Regions from separate parts of the Capsicum annuum genome. Here region 2 is linked to region 1. A link is a contact called in public Hi-C data. All regions are on one chromosome and are shown on one strand. Each heading gives the region's core, a stretch centred on a gene start, on an enhancer-like site or on the middle of the called end of the contact. The rest is flanking DNA. Distances are from core to core; before and after follow the strand shown.

What was found. Hi-C and Micro-C count contacts between places; a contact is called where the count stands out from the background.
Region 2: a contact with region 1 is called in a Hi-C map of bud, with 4 times the contacts expected there. The contact joins the promoter of LOC107848589 here to the enhancer-like site in region 1. A contact is called at or near these places in 2 of 5 Hi-C or Micro-C datasets (bud and placenta).

What each region holds. Positions count from the first base shown.
Region 1 is chr11:96,913,086-96,917,807 of UCD10Xv1.1, forward strand. It overlaps LOC107848404 (a long non-coding RNA gene), which reads right to left. Exons shown (of 7, transcript XR_007046726.1): 4 at 4,260-4,335; 5 at 4,050-4,116; 6 at 3,625-3,969. It also overlaps the pseudogene LOC124889100. Among protein-coding and RNA genes, the nearest start is that of LOC107848404, 3.4 kb to the right of the region's middle. Within about 2 kb of position 2,621, at least 5 of the 5 cell types and tissues checked have an H3K27ac peak or open chromatin away from gene starts, as enhancers often do. A contact at or near this core is called in bud, where this site is marked.
Region 2 is chr11:97,044,076-97,048,797 of UCD10Xv1.1, forward strand. LOC107848589 (putative ABC transporter C family member 15) reads left to right here and starts at 2,366. Exons shown (of 12, transcript XM_016693376.2): 1 at 2,366-3,424; 2 at 3,589-3,695; 3 at 3,697-3,847; 4 at 3,850-4,722. The coding sequence starts at 2,599.

The sequences.
Region 1 (4,722 bases), core at 1,371-3,870:
GAAATGGATAGGTATGATTATATAAGCTTAAAAGTATAATTGGTATGATGATACCAAGTGGTAAATGCCTTAATATAAGACTCCCTGGCTTATGGTTGGGATTATATGAAATATAATTTTGATTTGGGCTTAAAAGGGGTTGTGTAGCTCACCGTGAAGTTGCAGGCCTCAGGAGAAAAAGTATTGAAAACTACGTTTTCCGGCATGGGGGTCTATATGACCATAGGTTTGGTTCACACGTTATATTTTTGGGATGGCTACAACATTGGTGCCTCTGAATCCCCTTCAAATTTCCTTCGTTCGTGCGGTTAACACGCGCTACGGCCCTTTCAGTAGTAGGAGTTGAACCTATATAGCCCATGAGTGCCCTTAGACGGATAGAGCTATATAGTCCAGGTTAATATTTTATAATCTCATGTTCATGACCCTTTTCCCTATCCCAACATTCTAAATATATACATACATATATATATATATATATATAGTGTGTGTGTGTGTGTGTGTATGCGATTTTGATTGATTTTGAAAATGGCGTTACTTTATCACTTTCCCTGAGTTACATGCCTGTGCTTATCCCACTGACCATCCTAGGACGCTACATCCTTTCATGATGTAGGGTCCAAAGACTTTTCTGTTACCCCGTGCAACATTAGGTGGTGCAGTTGTCTGTTGAGTTCCTGTGAAATGGTGAGCTTCCATCTTTCAAAAAGACTTATCATTTCATTAGGTTTCTTTTTTGTATTTTGAGAATTATGGATTTTCTTTGGCTATAGTCGGTAGCATGTCCCGACTTTATTTGGTATTCTTATTTTAGAGGCTTTTGTGGACAAATGTTGTCATTTGTTATCAATTATATATGTATTGTAAACTTCAAAAATATACTAATACTAAAATTCTTCAAAAAGTTTACGTCAAATTACAACTAAATTTATCTCTTTAATATAGATGCTATCAAGATTTCAATTGGTAAGAAAATTTTATAGAAGAGTCTAAACTTAAATAAAGAAAAACAACTATCATTATTTAATTAGTTAAAGGAATCCTTATTTTAAAGTGATTCAAACCTAAACAAAAATTATTTGAAAATTAATCGTCATCTAGGTCTTATAAAAAAACATGGCTTTTTGATTTATAAGGAAACCTTTCCTAAAAAGAACGTTTTTAAAAGAAATTAGTTGTTGTTTGTTTTTGTGTTTTATAAGGGAAAGTTTACAGAAACATTTTTCTTTTACCATATATTACAGGACTCCTTAATTTTAAATATTATAATAAAATATAATATATAATAATAATTAAAAAATAGTAAAAAGATGATTTTTTCTAAAGCATGGACTTTTAGTGAAGGCAAAAAGTTCAAATCACTTTTTCAAGGATTTTCACGCTTTTAATATACTATAGACTAATACAATATCGATACATTACATAACTATCTATACAATAATGATACATTTTTTTATACATATATATACAATATTGATACATTATATATACAAATATTGATACCACACATACAACGGATATACAAGTTTGAGAAGTTAAATAAGAATTTTTCTGATGATTAATAAGATTATTAGTCTCAAAAAAAATTGCCATTTAGCCATAAAGCAAATAAACAAAAAGTAAGTTTAAAAAAACAACAAACAAACGAACAAAATAAAGAAATGAAAAAGGAGGTCAGAAAAATTAAAAAGGAAATAGAGAGTGGGTCAGATATATTTTTGGTGTTTGGGTTGAGCCTTTATGGTGCTATAGAAACAACTGACTATTTTTTATATAAATAATAGATTTGCGCGGGCCCGGCACGTAATGTTGCTATGAATGTCAAGTTGCATATAAAGATCAATAGAAACTAATTATTGCATATTATATTAAATAAATATATTTTAATATGCAAGACACGACAAGCTTTATATGCATATTAAATAAATATATTTTAAACCCCTATTGGACCATTCGAATGAAGAGATTCACAGCCTCTTCTCCAAAAAATTTCATTTCTTTCTGGCATCTCATCCAAGACACGACAAGCTTCTACCAATTCTCCCAGCTGAACATACATATCTAGAATTGCTATCCAAGAAACGACATCTTTACTTTGCATTCTATCAAATATTGTCCTAGCTGAAAGAGTATCATTCAGCCTCAAGTTAAACGTGATCAAAGAATTCGAAACTGACAAGTTATGTTCAAAACCAACCTTAACACTAAAACCCAATACACACATTCCCAAATTAAAATCACCCAATTCTCTACATGCTCAAACTCACAATTTCACCCGCAAAACCATAAGAGGAAAAGAGAGGAGAAAGAAAGAAAGTTCAGATCATGAAAATTTTTAAAACAAAGTTCATATTACAAACAAATCCCAAGAAAAAAAGCACCTTCGAAATTCAAAATCCTCTGCTCAAGCTGAAACTTTTCATCTTCTTCAACCACATTGACATCTTTGAAAGTTGAAAAAATCTCTTGGGAAGACTCATTACCATTGGAATCTGGATTGGATCCTATTGGAGAAGAATTCTCCAATGGCTTTAGCTATACGTTCAATACTGAAACGCCAGTTATGTTAGCGAAAGGGCACTAAGAAACTGGCCTGAGGGAACATGATAATTTTGACTTAAAATTGGTTGGGTCCGCGTCCGTTACCACAAATTATGACGTAGGCTCAACCAGTTGGGCCGACCTAGGCAGGCACCCCTCCAAAGTGCAATGGAGGTCACCAACCTAAGGCCATGGGCCTTCATGATCGCCCATTGGACCCGTCCATGTAAGTATGTTATAAAGTAGCTCCCTCCTTCCATTTTATATCACTCCAGCTGCCTTGTTTCTGCCGATGTGGAAAAAAATCTCACAACATGAAACACAACACTTTTCCCTAACTTTTTGAAATTTGTTAGAATGTTTGAAATTTACAATAGCATTAATAGTACAATACTACATATCATTAACCTAAGATTAACTACTAAATATGAAGGATTTCCATCTTCCATCAGTCCTACCTTTTCTTGAAGTGGTGAAGGTCACGATTTAAACTCTTGTATTTACTACTGAATCAGAACCCACAATCACTTGGTCTCCAACTGTATAATTCACACTCTTGTATTTACTACTGAATCAGAACCCACAATCACTTGGTCTCCAACTGTATAATTCATTTGTTCTTTTATTTAATCCTATGTTATTAATCACAATTTTATGAAACCGCACAGTTACCTATGTCAAAAAAAAAAAATTATGAAACTGCAGCAGGACGAAACTCCAGCCAGAGCACAAGATTGAATTAGCGCTAAAATGAAAACTATTGCCAACTTCATAGTATGATAAATATATTAAATGTTATATGTCTTGAATTAGAAAATTAGGACTTTACAAGTGATTGTTGCAAATTTTACCTGTGAATGACATAATTCTGTTCATTATTGTCTATTGTCTATAGACTATCTTTACACATATGGCTCCTATATATAGGGCTGTTTAAACTTGAAACTAATCAAAATCAAATTCAATATCCTCCTGTTCCTATTTCATCGGCATAATAACATCTTAAGTAAGAAAACAGACATGGAAATGTAGAGAACTACTAACATGGATGTATTAATGAGTACAATGACAAATACGGAATACCTCTTCATTCCGTAGTATCATGAGTTTATATCTTTTGGTTTTTTTCTTTGTTTTTCAGAGGCGTTGTTTATCAACAATCTGGCCTTTGTAGGTCGACTCGTCTATTTTTGAAGTGATCGCGTTGATATTAACTCTTTTTTGCAATGGCCCATGTCCACCCAGTCTGAAAGTTGCACGTATACCACAGTAAGAATAGAGTTGATAAGCCAACTTCACTCTGCTCTGGATTGCCCAGCTTGGGAAGACAATATAATGGCAACAATAAGCCCATAAAGAGCCAAAGCTTCAGCAAAAATGAGAATGAGGATCATCCCAACGAAAAGCTTAGGCTGTTGAGCATTAGCCCTATAAAACAAAAACTGTTCGGTAAATATTCTTGAGCTATAAGATGCAAATAATAGCACATTAAAACAGAAGAAAACTACCATTTGTCTCGAGCAGATATTTTAGATGCCTCGATACACCATGAGGTCCATGCAGATTAAAAGGCACCTGAAATATGAAATAAGATATGATCTTAATGAGAAACTCATCATAAAAGCATTATACGACATCAAATAATTTCCTTTTTTTAAATAAAGTGCATAACATCTGATAGATATCTCCTACATAGTTGCAGGAGTAGAAAACATTACCTTTTGGGCTTGTCACTTATTGAGTGTATCCATTCACCACCCAAGACTATACGTGCCTTGCTTCTGGCATCGCCAACTTTTAAAGCCACCAACAGATTAAAAAACAAATTAGACGAAAACAATTACTAACAAAATTGAGAAAGTTGAGTGGAAGAACATGTTCCAAACTAAGACCGGGAAGAGAAGAACAGAAAGCAAAGAAAACAATGGATATGGAAGAAAATTCTAGCTAGCCAACTGTTCTGGTGGATAATTTTTTTATTAAAATTTAATGACTTTAATCAGCCATGTTGAAACCAAGCTACTACTCCCACTTTTTTCGACCTATCCTAGCTTTGGTGGACAAAATAACATGGTCAGTGATCGTGATGTTGGTGTCGGGTATCCGTTGGAGTAAGTCGAGGTCGAGAGAAATGTAGACAATATAAAAACTTGTTTAAATACATGGAGATGTAGAAAGAAA
Region 2 (4,722 bases), core at 1,116-3,615, 130 kb after region 1:
ATATCGACGTCATTAACACCACCAGTTGACCTCCTATATTGGGGGCGGGAGGTGGCGGATTTGGTAGTTGAAGGAGGAGAAATTGAGATGGGGTGATAGATTTGATAGTTGAAAGAGGAGAAACTAGGGTAGGAGTGGGGTGGGGTGGTGGTGGATTTGGTAGTTGAAGGAGAATAAATTAGGATGAGAGTTGGGTAGAGGATGGTGGTTTGACAGTTAAAAAAGAGGAGATATTAGGGTGGGGGGTGGGTAGGGGTGGGGGTTAGAAGGAGGGGGAAGAGTAAGGGTAAAAAGGGAGTTTTTTTAAATATCTCTCTATATATTAGTGGGACTTTTTTTTTTTTTTTTTAAAAAGATTTACTCATTTTTTTTCTATTTTAAATGTCACGTCAGTTTTAAGGGTTGAAATTAATTTGCTATAAAGCTGTTTGGAGAGGGGGGGGGGGGTTTAAATAATTTATAAGTCTAGTTTAAGAACTAAAGTAAGTTCAGAGGGTAAGTTTAAGAGCGAAATGATTTTTTTTCTCTTTTAGAATGATATTTTTGGCAAAGGTGTGTGATATTAAATAACTTAATTCCATATACTCCCTCCTTTTCAAAAAAAATAAAATTGTTGGGATATAACACATCCCTTAAGAAAAATTTTTAGGACATAAATTGTAGGTTACTTTTCACTATTACCCTTTTAATTGTTTTTAAAGAAGTATTTAAGAACCTCATTTAATGAAAGGGTAAAATAGGAAAAATATTTCAACATGTCTCTTAAAAAATGAATAATTTATTTATTTTGAATATTAAAAAATAACTCAATAATTTATTTATTTTGAAATGAAGGAAGTAGATTTTAACTTTGAAACTGAGGTATAGATACACTAACATGAAATTAAACATTCTCCAAAACCTAGACAGATAATATTGCTGTACGAGATGATTTTTTAAGATGTATAATTCTTTTAAAAATGTACAATTTTTTTTTTTAAATGTTAATAGTCATACGCATGAAGACATAAGTCAGCGGAGAATTTGGCTGACTCATTTGGAAAGCACAAAATTTTTGGACAGATTCTTTAAAGAATCTACTGATGTGATTGCACTGTAATCTTTTACTAATACCATCCCCTTTTTTTGAGCTTTTTGACCAAATAGGAGTAGCCCATTTGGTCAGCTTTTTTTCAAAAATATTTATTTTAAATCAAAAATATTTATTTTAAAAAATTGAAGTGTTTGGTTAAGATTTTAGAAGAAAATAAGTATTTGTGAAAAGTAGCAGAAGCTGTAAGTTAAAAAAATAGCTTCTCTTCAAAAGTATTTTTGAGAAAAATACACTTAAAAATATTTTTAAAAGTTTGACTAAATACTAATTGCTGTTTAAAAATATTTTTCTAAATCTATTAGTCAAAAATAAACTGTTCATTACTAATATATTTTTTTAAATCCACATCTGAAAGTAAACTGATTTTTATAAGTTGACGAAATAAACTACCAAGTGAATTGTTGGGATTTTCTTATAAATTTAAAATAAGTAAAATTTTCAAACTCCAAAAGAATTGTTGAAACTTCTTTTCACATATTTACTATTTCATTTAATGAGATTTTTAAATAATTTACACTTTTAGGGAAATAATTTAAAAATAATTAAATAAATAATAATAAAAAGTAACCTATATCCTTAATTTTTTTTTAAAACAATGTGTCATACCCCAATAATAGGGATGAAGGGAGTAATAATTATGACAGTATTATATAGACATTGCATAAATAGATTTTTCTATCCATAATTCCACTCGCCATTATATTTGATTCCTCTTCATCATCATTCCACCAAATTTTTAAAGGGGCACGTGCTTCCTTCTTCATAATGTACCAATGTATGCCCTATACCTAAAAAAAAAAAAAAAGTGACAATGTATGTCATATAAAAAAATATTAAATTAGGTTTTGTGCACTTAATAAATGTATAATGCTTTTAACTTTGTAACGAAAAATATGTGATGGTATTAAAAAAATTAAAGTTTACATTATGCACTTAATAAGTGCACAATTCATTTTTTTATGGACTGTGCACTTAATAAGTGCACAATTTATTTTTTTTATGGACTGTGCACTTAATAAGTGCACAATCTATTTTTAAAAGAATGAATTGTGCACTTATTAAGTGTACAATGTAAACTTTAACTTTTTTAACATCGTTAGAAATTTTTCGTTACAAAGTAAAGTTAAAGGTATTGTGCACTTATTAAGTGCATAAAATCTATTTTGGTGCTTTTTTTTTTTTTTTTTTATATATATATGGCATATATTGATACTTTATTTTTTAGTTGTAGGACATATTTTGGTTCCGGATTCTACCTTTGATCGGTCTGGTCTGGTTTTCCATCTCTATTTGCATAGACATAAGTATTTTATATGACTCTGTATGGATATGTATTTGTACTTTTCTAGCATACATTGTTTCGGTTCTTTTGGCATAACTTTTTAAATAAATTAATTCTTGCATTTTGTGCTCCAAGGTTCTTTTCGATAGAGTAGCAGGTTTTAAGGGCTGAGTTGAATATACAGTGGGATTTTCTTGAGTTTTAGTCTCAAGTCTCAACCAAGATGGACATCACTCTGACGCTAATCAATATGGCATTTTTCTTGTTTTTACTCATATGTTTCTTGGTAGATTTTTTCAAGAATAATGGAGGAGAAGAGGGTTTTGCAGAAACAAGAGAGAGAAGAAAATCCACACTTTTCACTAAGATTACAATTTTAGTGAATTTCTCAATAGCCATTTCTTACTTGGGATTTTGTCTCCATGAATTCTGGAAGTTGAGAACTTTTGTGTTTGAAGAGTCTATTTCTTGTGTCATGACATGGAGTCTAGCTAGTTTAGTTGCAGCCTACTCATCAAACAGAGAGAAAAGGTGGCCATTATTACTCATCATATGGTGGGTCTTTTCAAGTATTTTTGATATAATTAGAGTCTCTCTTCATCTTTTCAACCACTGTACTAATATATTTACAAAAGCCCCACATTTTCTGCCCAAGCCAAATATAATTGATTTTGTTTCCCTACCACTGTCAATTCTCCTATGTTTCAATGCCTTGCCAGCTTTTTCTCCCAAGAAACACAGTGAAACTGAACAGCCATTCCTTAACAAAGAGGTAAATAAACGTGTTTTAAAACACGATGATGCATTTTCTAATGCTGGTATTTGGAGCCAAATCACATTCAGGTGGCTTAATCCACTATTCAAGACAGGCCATGAGGAAAAGCTGAGAGTAGAGCACATACCTTCAATTCCTCACTCTGAGACCTCTAATGAAGCTTCTTCTTTGTTGGAAGATGCGCTTTGGAAAAAGAAAGCTTCTACTTTGTCCCTCCCAGATGGCATACTACATATGATTAGGAGATCACTTGCCTATAATGCAGTTTTTGCAGGTAATTCTTGATTTTCTTCAGGACTATTAAGTTTAAACACTAATGCATAGCAAACAATCAATGCATAGCAAACTTTTTTGTTAACGGTGGTGTCTGATCCACGTCTCGAATATGCTTAGCAAACTAATTACATGCTTCTGTTTATTGTTTTTCTTGTTTTATAGGAGTCAATACAATTGCATCCTATACTGGTCCTTCGCTAATAACAAGCTTTGTGAATTTTTTATCTGAAAAGAAAGATGAGTCTAACTGGCAAGAAGGAATGATCTTAAGCCTTCATCTTCTTCTTTGCCAAAACAATAGAGTCGCTGTCCCAAAGGCAATGGTACTTTGGAGCTCACCGGATTGGCGTTCGAGTCAGAGCAGCTCTGATGGCATTGATATATAAAAGAACATTGTCCATAAAGTGTGGCGGTACAAAAGACGAAAGATCATAAACCTCGTCAATATTGATGTTGAGAGAATTGGGGACTTCTGCTGGTATATTCATGGAGTTTGGTTGCTTCCTGTTCAGGTTATAATTGCCCTGCTTATCTTATACAGGAACTTAGGCGCTGCTCCCTCTGCTGCTGCTCTTCTTTCCACTATATTTGTGATGGTGAGCAACACACCGCTTGCCAGTATGCAAGAACAGCTCCACTCAAAGATAATGGAAGCGAAGGACGTGAGAATTAAAGCCACTTCAGAGACCTTAAAAAGCATGAGAGTCTTGAAACTGCATTCATGGGAGTCCACTTTCTTGAAGAAGCTGCTTCAACTCAGAGAAAAAGAGAGAGGTTGGCTTAAGAGATACCTTTATACATGTTCTGCTGTGGCTTTCCTCTTTTGGGCTTCACCAACTCTCGTATCAGTTGTAAATTTTGGTTTTTGTATCATCCTAAAAACACCATTAACTTCCGGAGCGGTTCTCTCAGCACTAGCAACTTTCAGGATTCTACAAGAACCGATTTACAACTTGCCCGAACTCATTTCCATGGTTGCTCAAACAAAAGTGTCAGTTGATAGGATTCAAGACTTCCTAAGAGAGGAAGATCAAAAGAAGTTAACAAGCTATCATACTCCTAACGCTACTGACGTGGCAATCGAACTTGAACCAGGAGAGTATGCTTGGGGCACAAATGAGTCCAAGAAATCAACAATTAAGATAACTGAGAAAATCAGGATAATGAAAGGGTGGAAAGTAGCAATATGTGGTTCAGTGGGATCGGGAAAGTCAAGCTTACTCTGCAGTATTATGGGAGAGATTCCTAGAGTTTCTGGATCAAGAGTTAAGATAAATGGTTCGAAGGCATTTGTAC